Linked DNA regions of Sus scrofa: region 1 is linked to region 2. A link is a contact called in public HiChIP or PLAC-seq data. All regions are on one chromosome and are shown on one strand. The core of a region is the stretch at or near the end of the contact, and the rest is flanking DNA. Distances in the headings are between cores, read along the strand shown.

Region 1 (4,738 bases), core at 44-2,543, 210 kb before region 2:
AGAAAAACAGGGACTGGCAAGTTGTCTTTTTAAAAATGGAAAAACTCAGAGTTCCCTTTGTGGCTCAGCGGTTAACAAACCCGACTAGGATCCATGAGGATTTGGGTTCAATCCCTGGCCTCACTCAACGGGTTAGGGGTCCTGTGTTGCTGTGAGCTGTGGTGTAGGTCGCAGACATGGCTCAGATCTGGCGTGGCTGTGGTGTAGGCCGGCAGCTGTAACTCTGATTCCACACCTAGCCTGGGAATTTCCAAATGCTGCGGGTGTGGCCCTAAAAAGAAAAAATAAAATGGAAAAACTGAACTGGGGTGCAAAGGAGAAGATGGTCATTAGAAATTGCTGTCTTTCACGGATTTGTAGAAATGTGCCAGATTTCACCTTGCAAAAACCACCCCTCATCAGTAAATGAGCACTTTGTCGGCTTGGAGAGAAAGTGATTTTTGAAAGGTTTTAGGCAGGCCGGTTCTGGTGGGGGCGCTGCGGCTAAGAGCAAGGAAGAGCAAGAAGGTGCCAGACGACAGGAAAGAACTCTGACAAAAATGAATGCAAAAAGGAAATGTAGCAGTTTCCAAATTCTTCCTCCCATCATTTGGCTAACAACCCCTCCCCCTCCACGCGGCCGCCCCTAGTCATGTCTCATCGCCAATAAGTTTGTGCCATCAATAGGATGTTAGAATGCACCAGGCTACAAACCCTGGCGTGGTAACACTCACTTCATACGTTTGGTTAGAACGAATTAATTCAGTTTTTAAAAGTACATCGTTCCTGGCACACAGAGACACCCAAACGTCTGTTTTATAAGTGAACGTTGTTTGTTCTTTGTTTCAGGGTCGGTATTTAGGAGAGGAAATGATTCAAAACTGCATCCTAAAACCTATATTCTCTTTTAACACTTAAGTTAGTACAACCTGGGGCCGAGAGGTCCGGTTTTTCTCTTTTTGCCCCTTCGGGCGATCCCTTAGGTCAGTAGGTCCAGCGGGGGTCGCAGTTCCAGTAACCAATCGCCGCGCGGCCGCGGGGCCAAGGGGCCGCGGGGCCGCGGGGTGGAGCCTCAGAGCCCCGCCCCTCCTCCCCACCTACCCAGGTCCGGCCTCCCTCGCACCTGCGCGTCCCCCGGCTCTCGGGCTGGTGTAACATCTTCCAGCCGGTGCTGGCGGGGAAGGGGCTTGGCCTCGTCTCTCGCGAGATCGCCTCCAGTGGCCGCCACCGCCGTTCCTGGCTGCTGACTGGCGGCGTCTGCGCAGCCGCCATGTTCGGTTGCTATGCTGTGGCCTGGGAGACGGGGTGTGCTTGAGGGAGGAGGAGGAGACGGAGGAGGAGGAGGAGGAAGAGGAGGAGGAGGCGGAGGAGGCGGGAGGGACTGAGCTCCCATTGCACTCTCACACACAAACGCTGCCCGGGATTGCCTGCCCGCTCGCGCAGCGCCGCACGCAGTTCCGCTCCTCTCGGCCCCCACATTGTTCGCTCAGGACTCCAGGGTCCCCAGGGGCCGGATTCCGGGCCCCGCTCCGGGGCTCCCCTCCCCCACGGCAGTGTGGCGGGGTCGGATTAGCTCATCCCCGCAGGGAGGTGGGAGAGCGCGCGGCCGCCCCGCAGTATGAGGTGGTGCCGGCGGCTCGGGGCCGTGGCGCGGCCGCTGCGGCGCCGGCTGCTGGGGGGGCGCTGAGGGAGCCCTGGGGGCGGCGCAGCCGGGCCTCCGGGCTTTTCTTCTCCAGCCGGGAGGACGCGGCTGGGATACGAAGGTAAGAGGCTCCCGTAGCCCTGCCGGCCGTTCGGCCCTGCGCGGTACGCGAGGCTGTCACCTGCGGCTCTTGGGGCTCGTAGGGGCAAGTCAGGGCCAGCTGGAGATGCGAGGTTGATGCCAAAGTAAGGGAAAAGGATGCTTCCTGCCTCCTCCCTTTCTTCGCGGGACTCCTGCTTTCCGAGCTCCTGGGGGGTTTAGTTGGAATGTCTGTTGTGGTTGAGCCAAGGGAGAAGGGATGGAATAGGTGCGGAGATGGAATGTTCCACGGCATCTAAACTCTAGGTGAGGTTTTGGAATCTTCCGAGTTTTCCATTGCTGGTAAGATTTTTTTTTCTTATTTTAATAAATTGGGTCCTATGAGCGCTTCCTGCGTGCTGTATGGGCTTACAGTCCCTACCATTGAAGTTTTAAGCCTTTTATAGATCTACTGATGCCTACTTGTATTAAGGAAATCTGTAGTTGGCCCAGAAAAAAAAAGTTGAGTTTAGCAGAATAGAGGTACGAGTGCGTTCCCCAGGGTTTCCTTAAAATGAAGCAGTTTACAATTGCATAGATATATGTATAGATGGGTTCTGCGAAACTTAGAAGGGAGACTTAATGCCTGGGAGGTATTATATAGTGACCACAATGGGCACTCCGATTTGTAGAATTTTCAAGCGCTTTTTCTCGGAGAACCTGGACGTCTGCAGTATACCAACTGCTTTTAGAATCCGAGATTGGGGTAGTATTAGGTTTTTTGTGACCAGAGCTGACAGTTGAAACAGTCCAGTTTAAACCATGTTGATGGAGGGAAAAAACCCCTAAAGCCAAAGTATCCGATTTGTAAAAGATGATTTGAGTAAGAAGACGACCGTGGAACAGTAAAACCAGGGCATTTTTTAATCCTGATTTTTGAATCTTAACCTGCCAGAGAAAAAAATTATTTTTCATTTTTTTAAGGGGGTGGGGAGGAGATGACCTTAAAATAAATGATTATTCAGAGCTCTAAGTGTGCTTAAGGGGATAGAGCTAGATATTATATCAGTTAAATTTGGCATATTCAACATACAGATTTTTTTAAAAGACTTTTTTGAAAGCAAAAGTTTATCAGACAGAACTTCTTTACTAACTCATAATAAGAGAGTAAATTTAGTCTGACAAAATACTGTGGGATCCACTGATTTTGTCAGACAAAATTTATGCTCCAGTTACCACCAATGCTATTTTTATGTCTCTCTCTGGATCTTTCTTTTTTTTTTTTAATGGCACACATGATCTGTTAACAGTTTTTTGTCAAAACATGTGTATGACAATATCATGATCTTGAATGGTTTATAAGAAGAGAATCATGGTCTTTTTTTTGTCTATGGGAATATTTGTGATTCAGCTAATCAGTTTTAAACATTTGGCACGAGGTTTTGAAAACACAAGCAGCGGTGACCATTTTGTAGTTTCATTAATATTAATTGACTAGGTTAAAGTTTAAGTTTAAAAATCACAGTTTCCTCAAAAGTAGTCATGGATGAGGATGTGACTTTCTTATTGCCTGTTTTCTTACCTGCTTAGATTCTGGGCTGTGGGCACTAAGTTATTTAAAACTTGTGGTTTCCCCTTATTTTCTAATTGAATATCTTTTAAAATGGCCTTTGTAACTTTGTTACTTTAAATTTGTGACACCCAATTTCTAATTTAGGCTAGGCATAAAACCAGCATTGATTGAACACACCTGCTAAAAATACTTTCTGGGTCAGATGTACTTAGAATGCAGCCTCAGGAAAATTCATTTGAACTGTTCTACTGTGACCAATGTACAATGTATTGAAGGACTTTAAAAAAATTATATGCTTTCACAATTAGATTTCATCAGTTACAGGCCATAGAATCCTAACTTTAATGTATAAAGTACTTCATGTGGGATAGTAAAAACTTACTGCAATGCTTTTTTAATTTTTTTTTAACTTATGTGACTTCCCTCCCCATAGATATACTAAACTCTGATGTGTATATTTGAAATATTTTAGTTTTGTCTATTAATCGTAATTAATTTAAACTGTGGTGTGACAGTACAATGTGCAGTGTTACCTGTTTAGTATTCATTTATGACTTATTCTGAACTTTTTGAGGAGGTGTCAGTGGTCATGTTTTTGAGTAAATTATCTTTAAGGAACAAGGTAAGAATGCCAGAAAACTTCAAGGAGACACTGTTATTAGCTGTTATTGAGAGAACTTTCTCCCTCGCTCCCCGAGTTTAAACTACAAGAAAGCTTTAAAAAATATGTAGAAATCTTGTTTGGTGGAAGTTTAAAGACAAATGTTTAAAAATTCTCTTTTAATTGCTAGTTATTAGGAATGTAAAATTTGGCAACCTCACTAGAAATAAGTCTTTGTGACTTAATGTGACTAAGTATGAATTATTGCTTCTAAGTAAAATTTAGTATTGGCAGCAGTTCACCAGTTACAAACTTGAGTTGATTTTTGTTGTTTTTCCGGGTAACAGCATGCATGTTATGAAGTTTTTTATATGCTGTAGTCTAGATTTGTCAAATTTGTCATTGTACTCGACTCTGCTGTGAAGTCTTGAAGATTGGTTTACCATTCTAGAAATCCTTTTTATTGTTTACCAGAAAACTACTGTAGGAAGAAGGTGTTATTTCTTCATTTAACATTCAATTAGTAGCACAGATGGTGAGAAGGAATACAGTGTAGCAGTATTGTAGAATCTTCTTTATTGGTGTGGAAGTACAGAATCTCAGAGCACTGTGATTTATCTCTTTTCCTTTGCACGATCATAAAGTACAGTCATATTTAAAATAGGGTGGGAAACGAGCGAGGAAATTTATTGCATTCTCCTCCATTTTATTAGAGGCGGTTCCCCCCTACATTTATTCTTCATTTTCATTGTTACTAAGCCGAAACACTGGAAGAGAGGTGCATGTATTTGAAGGAGTTGGTGGGAACAAAATGAAAATTAGGTACTGTGGATTACCTTTCAGGGAAGATAGTGATTTGGGTGAG
Region 2 (4,455 bases), core at 1,139-3,638:
TTTGAAACCTGTAAATACTGGAAAATGCTTGGAGGGGGGCAGCCCTGATAGGCTGAGGGGGTGGCGGTCAAGACCACACAGTTCTCAAGCTAGAGTAACCAAACCCCTGCAGAGACGGAGCCTTCCTAGGGATACACGGCCCACATAGTTGGGTTTTTTTTTTTTTTTTTTACTTTTTACTATTGAAAAAATTTGAATCTTGTACCTATACTGGACAGAATAGTTTAATATATCTGTTACTCAGTTTCAACCCTTGTCCCTTGTTTCATCTATAGGTCCACTACTTCCCTCCTACCCATTGTCACTGCTTCTGTTTGTTTTTGTTTTGTTTTTCTTTTTAGGGCTGCACTTAAGGCATATGGGCATATGTAAGTTCCCAGGCTAGGGGTGGAATTGGAGCTGCAGCTGCTGGCCTGCACCACAGTCACAGCAATGCCAGATCCGAGCCCTGTCTGCGATCTACATTGCAGCTTGCAGCAACGCTGGATCCTTAACCCACTGAAGGAGGCCAGGGATCGAACCTGCATCCTCGTGAATACTGTGTTGTGTTCTTAACCCACTGAGCTACAGTGGGAACTCCCATCACTACTTTTATTTACTGAACTAAGGTTCAAAGATGACCACCACAATTCCTCCCACCCCTGTAAGTCTAGTCTCCCATGAAGACACTATGAAAATGTTCTATAATTAGATTAGTGATGGTTGCACAGTTTTGTGAATATACATAAAGCCACTAAAGTATACTCTTTAAGTGGGAGAATTGTATCATGTATGAATTACATCTCAATAAAGCTATTTTTTAAAAGGTAGAGAAAGAAAATACTAAAAAAAAAAAAAAAAAAAAAAAAAAAAAGGTGGGATCTTGGTCCCATCTCTTCTAAAACTGGCCTGGCCTCCTGATGTGCTTTGACTGACAATAGGCAGCAGAATTGACCCTGTGTGACTTCTGGGCATTGCCCTTAATGAGTCTTGGAACATCAGTTTTCACTGTGCTGCTTAGACAGGTCCAAGCAAGCAGAACTCAGGTTCTGAGCCACCCCAGCTGAGATGCCACACACACAAGTGGAGCCATTTTGGCAACTTCAGCTCCTGTTGAGGTGCTCCAGCCAACACTGCACTGGGCAGGGACCCGCTTTCCCCCCGCCAAGCCAAGTCTTGGGGTAGTGAAGGTTCAGAAAAGCAGTGCCAAATCCTAGGAAGGGTCTCTCTTCCTTTCAGCCAGCAAGTCCTCCATTCAACTACGCAGTGGACGCCCGCAGCCCTCAGGGTTCTGACCAGGGCCAGGACCCCTTCAGCTCACACTCTGTCCTCTCTGTCCCTCTAGCCACACTGGTTCCTGAGCTGGCCAAACACACGGTAGCCTTCACTCTCCCTCTGCTTTTGCCCCCACGGTGTCCACGGGGCGAAAATGCTCCTTCTTATGGGGCCTTTCTCCTGACCTACCTAGCTACCTAAAGTCACCAGATCTCATTCTTAGTCTCTCATCCCGCTTCTATTTTTCTTTATCATTTGGCAATGTGTAACACTACCAATATAAGAGTACTGAATTTTACTACTTTGTCACTTATTTTTGTCTTTTTGCCATTTTCTTGGGCCACTCCCGTGGCATATAGAGGTTCCCAGGCTAGGCGTCGAATCAGAGCTGTAGCCACCAGCCTACACCACCGCCACAGCAACGCGGGATCCGAGCCGCGTCTGCAACCTACACCACAGCTCACGGCAACGCCGGATCCTTAACCCACTGAGAGAGGCCAGGGATCGAACCGGCAACCTCATGGTTCCTAGTCGGATTACGTTAGCCACTGAGCCACGACGGGAACTCCCTTTGTCACTTATTTTCTATTTCTCCTGTCTGCCTGGTTTATCCGTTGTATCTCGTGTCCAGACTCACTCTGGCCCCTCGCAGGCACTTCCATGAATTATCCGTAGGAAGAACAGATGAAACGTTCACTACAAATCTATTACTATTCCCTGCTTTGTTGTTCTTCATGATGCTCTGCACCTTTGACGTGTGTGTGTGTGTGTGTGTGTGTGTGTGTGTGTGTGTGTGTGTTACCGTCTCTGTCCCAGTAGAATGAGGGTTCTTTTATCAGCAGAGTAGTAAATAATTGCTGAATGAATGAATTTTTTGAGCGACGGAGTGGACGCTCCAGCGGCACCTGACGCCAGGCTCTGTCCGCGGGCTGGGAGGGGGCTAATGAGGGGCGCCGCAGGTGCGCAACCCTCCTTCCTAAGGGCCGTTTTCACAGCCGCGGGCGCCGGGCGGGGTCGGCGGGACTAGCAGCGCCGCTTTAAACGGAGCATCGCCGAGCCGGGCCGTTTCCGGGGCGGCGGCGTTGCCCATTTAAGAGCAGATTGACCCGCCCCCAGGGCGGAGCTTAGGGGCTTTAAGGGGCGGGCCGGCGGGCGTCGGGGTCCGCAGGGGATTAGCCCGCGGTGGGCGCGCCTCAGGTCGCCATTTCTTGGCGTCTCCGGAGGAGCCGCCCCTCGCAGCCTCGCGCGGTCAGCTCCCCTCGTGGCCGCGCCGCGGTCGCAGCCCAGGTAAGCGCGCGGCCCGCGCTTGGGTTCTCGGTCGCCCGCGCCGGGGCTGCGGCCTCGCCCGTGACCCTCGGGCCACCGGGCGCTTGCCCGTCGGCCGGCGGAATATTGAACCCGCGAGGGGAGGGGCGGCGTCCGGCGTCGGGGGACTGGGGGACGGGCCAGGGGCGCCCACTGGCGACGTGGACGTGGCGGGTCAGGGAAACACACCTTGGCTTGGTGTCGCGAATGCGCTTGGGGCTGCCTTGCGTTTGGAAGCTGAGAGGCAGGTGTGTCCTAGCAAGGGCGAGGCCTCCGGGGCCCTCCCCGCCCCCACCGTGGCCCGCGGAGAGCTGGGTCCGGGGACTTTGGGGGGTGAACTTTGATGCTACCTGTTGCTGTCGTCATGGTCCTGCTCTTGTTAGAATACCAAGTATTTTCAACAGTTTTCTTTTTAATTATGATTGATTTACGATATTGTGCCTGCAACATTTTAAATTAACATCAAAAGTTTTTTTTAAGAATTAGAGAAAAAGTTTCCCATAGCTCCATTTCTGAGATAATTAACAAGTTGCTACCCCCCCCACCATAATAGGTTACTTGTACAGAAATGAGTTTGCGGGGTTTTCTTTTTTTTTAGATAAAATTCATTAGGAAACGATATGTTTAACTGTTGAATTATTCCTATATTGGGATTTTATTACCTTAATGGTGTTTGCTGTATATTGGCTTGTTGCGTTATCAGAAAGCAGTTGCTTAACGAAGATTGTGTCTACCAGGCATGTAAGAGCGTGTACACGTATGACAAACTTTTTGAGTTTTATATCTTTCTTTGAAAAACTTAAGTTAGTTTAGTTAGTAAATGGATTACTTTAGTTTGCATTTTTTTGCTTGTAAAGGAAACCCTTCTTGTTAGTTCATAGCTGAAAAATTAGAAATAATAAATTAAAAACTGGTACTTAAAACCTTTGAGGATGGGGGAGGGATGGATCTGGAGTTTGGGGTTAGCAGATGCAAACTAGTATACATGAATGGATAAACAACAGGATAGCTGTAGAGCTCAAAGAACTGTATCAATATCCTGTGATAAACCATAATGGAAAAGAAAATGAAAAAGAATATTTATATATATGCATAACTGAGCCACTTTGCTGTACTGCAGAAATTAACACAACCTTGTAAATCAGCTCTACTTCAAACAAAGTAAATTAAAAAAATAAACGTACTATCCAAAAATATCATTGTATTGTTTTAGGCAAGTTTCTTACTGAGCTCCTAATATGCATAGTGTTGTGCTCGCAGGTCACAAAACAAGTCAGACTAGGTCCCTGTGCTTGTGTGTTAGTCTGGGAAATGCCTGGTAAAATAAACAAACAATTCGGTATTTAATTACAGTTTCCTGCGGTGTCATAAAGAAAAGACTAAGGGTACTAACACGGGAACCTGACTTAGAAGGCAGGGAATATTTTTCTGTGTAAAAGACCTTTCAGCCAGAAATCTGAAGGTAGCCCTGTGTGTGGGTGGGAGAGGGTGGGAAAGAGGTGGAGTGGGAAAGGGACATCCCAAAAAGATGGAACAGCGAAAGCAAAAAAAGGCCAAGAGTTAAAGACTCTTGGGCTGAGTGGAAGAGTTACTCCAGTGAGCACATGGGAGTGGGTGGCCAGTAGGGTCAGATGTAGGAGGAGCTGGATCAGGGAGCAAGGCCATTGAAGATTTTTTAAACAGGGGTCTGATTGGCGTTGCTAAAAATCCAGTGCTGCAGCCTGAAGAATGAAAGTGGGAATAGGGGGTGGGGGTGGGAAAAGAGTGAATATGGGAAAACTTTTTAACAAATTTTTTAAAACTTATGTTTATATATTCTTATAGAAAAATTAAGCACCTCCACATGACCCTCTCCAGAGATAACCTCATTTAAGTTTGGGGGTGTGTGTGTGTGTG

Evidence for each region. HiChIP or PLAC-seq counts read pairs in DNA pulled down with a chosen protein or histone mark.
Region 1: a contact with region 2 is called in an H3K27ac HiChIP or PLAC-seq map of skeletal muscle. The contact joins the promoter of PTPN4 here to the promoter of EPB41L5 in region 2. A contact is called at or near these places in 2 of 5 promoter capture datasets (fetal liver and liver), 1 of 47 Hi-C or Micro-C datasets (heart right ventricle) and 1 of 2 datasets of contacts at active chromatin or transcription factors (skeletal muscle).

Annotation. Positions count from the first base shown.
Region 1 is chr15:31,499,533-31,504,270 of Sscrofa11.1, reverse strand. It overlaps PTPN4 (tyrosine-protein phosphatase non-receptor type 4), which reads left to right and starts at 1,293. Exons shown (of 27, transcript XM_005654169.3): 1 at 1,293-1,742. It overlaps LOC102162428 (a long non-coding RNA gene), which reads right to left and starts at 1,281. Exons shown (of 2, transcript XR_002339085.1): 1 at 1,081-1,281.
Region 2 is chr15:31,293,811-31,298,265 of Sscrofa11.1, reverse strand. EPB41L5 (band 4.1-like protein 5) reads left to right here and starts at 2,388. Exons shown (of 25, transcript XM_021075141.1): 1 at 2,388-2,541.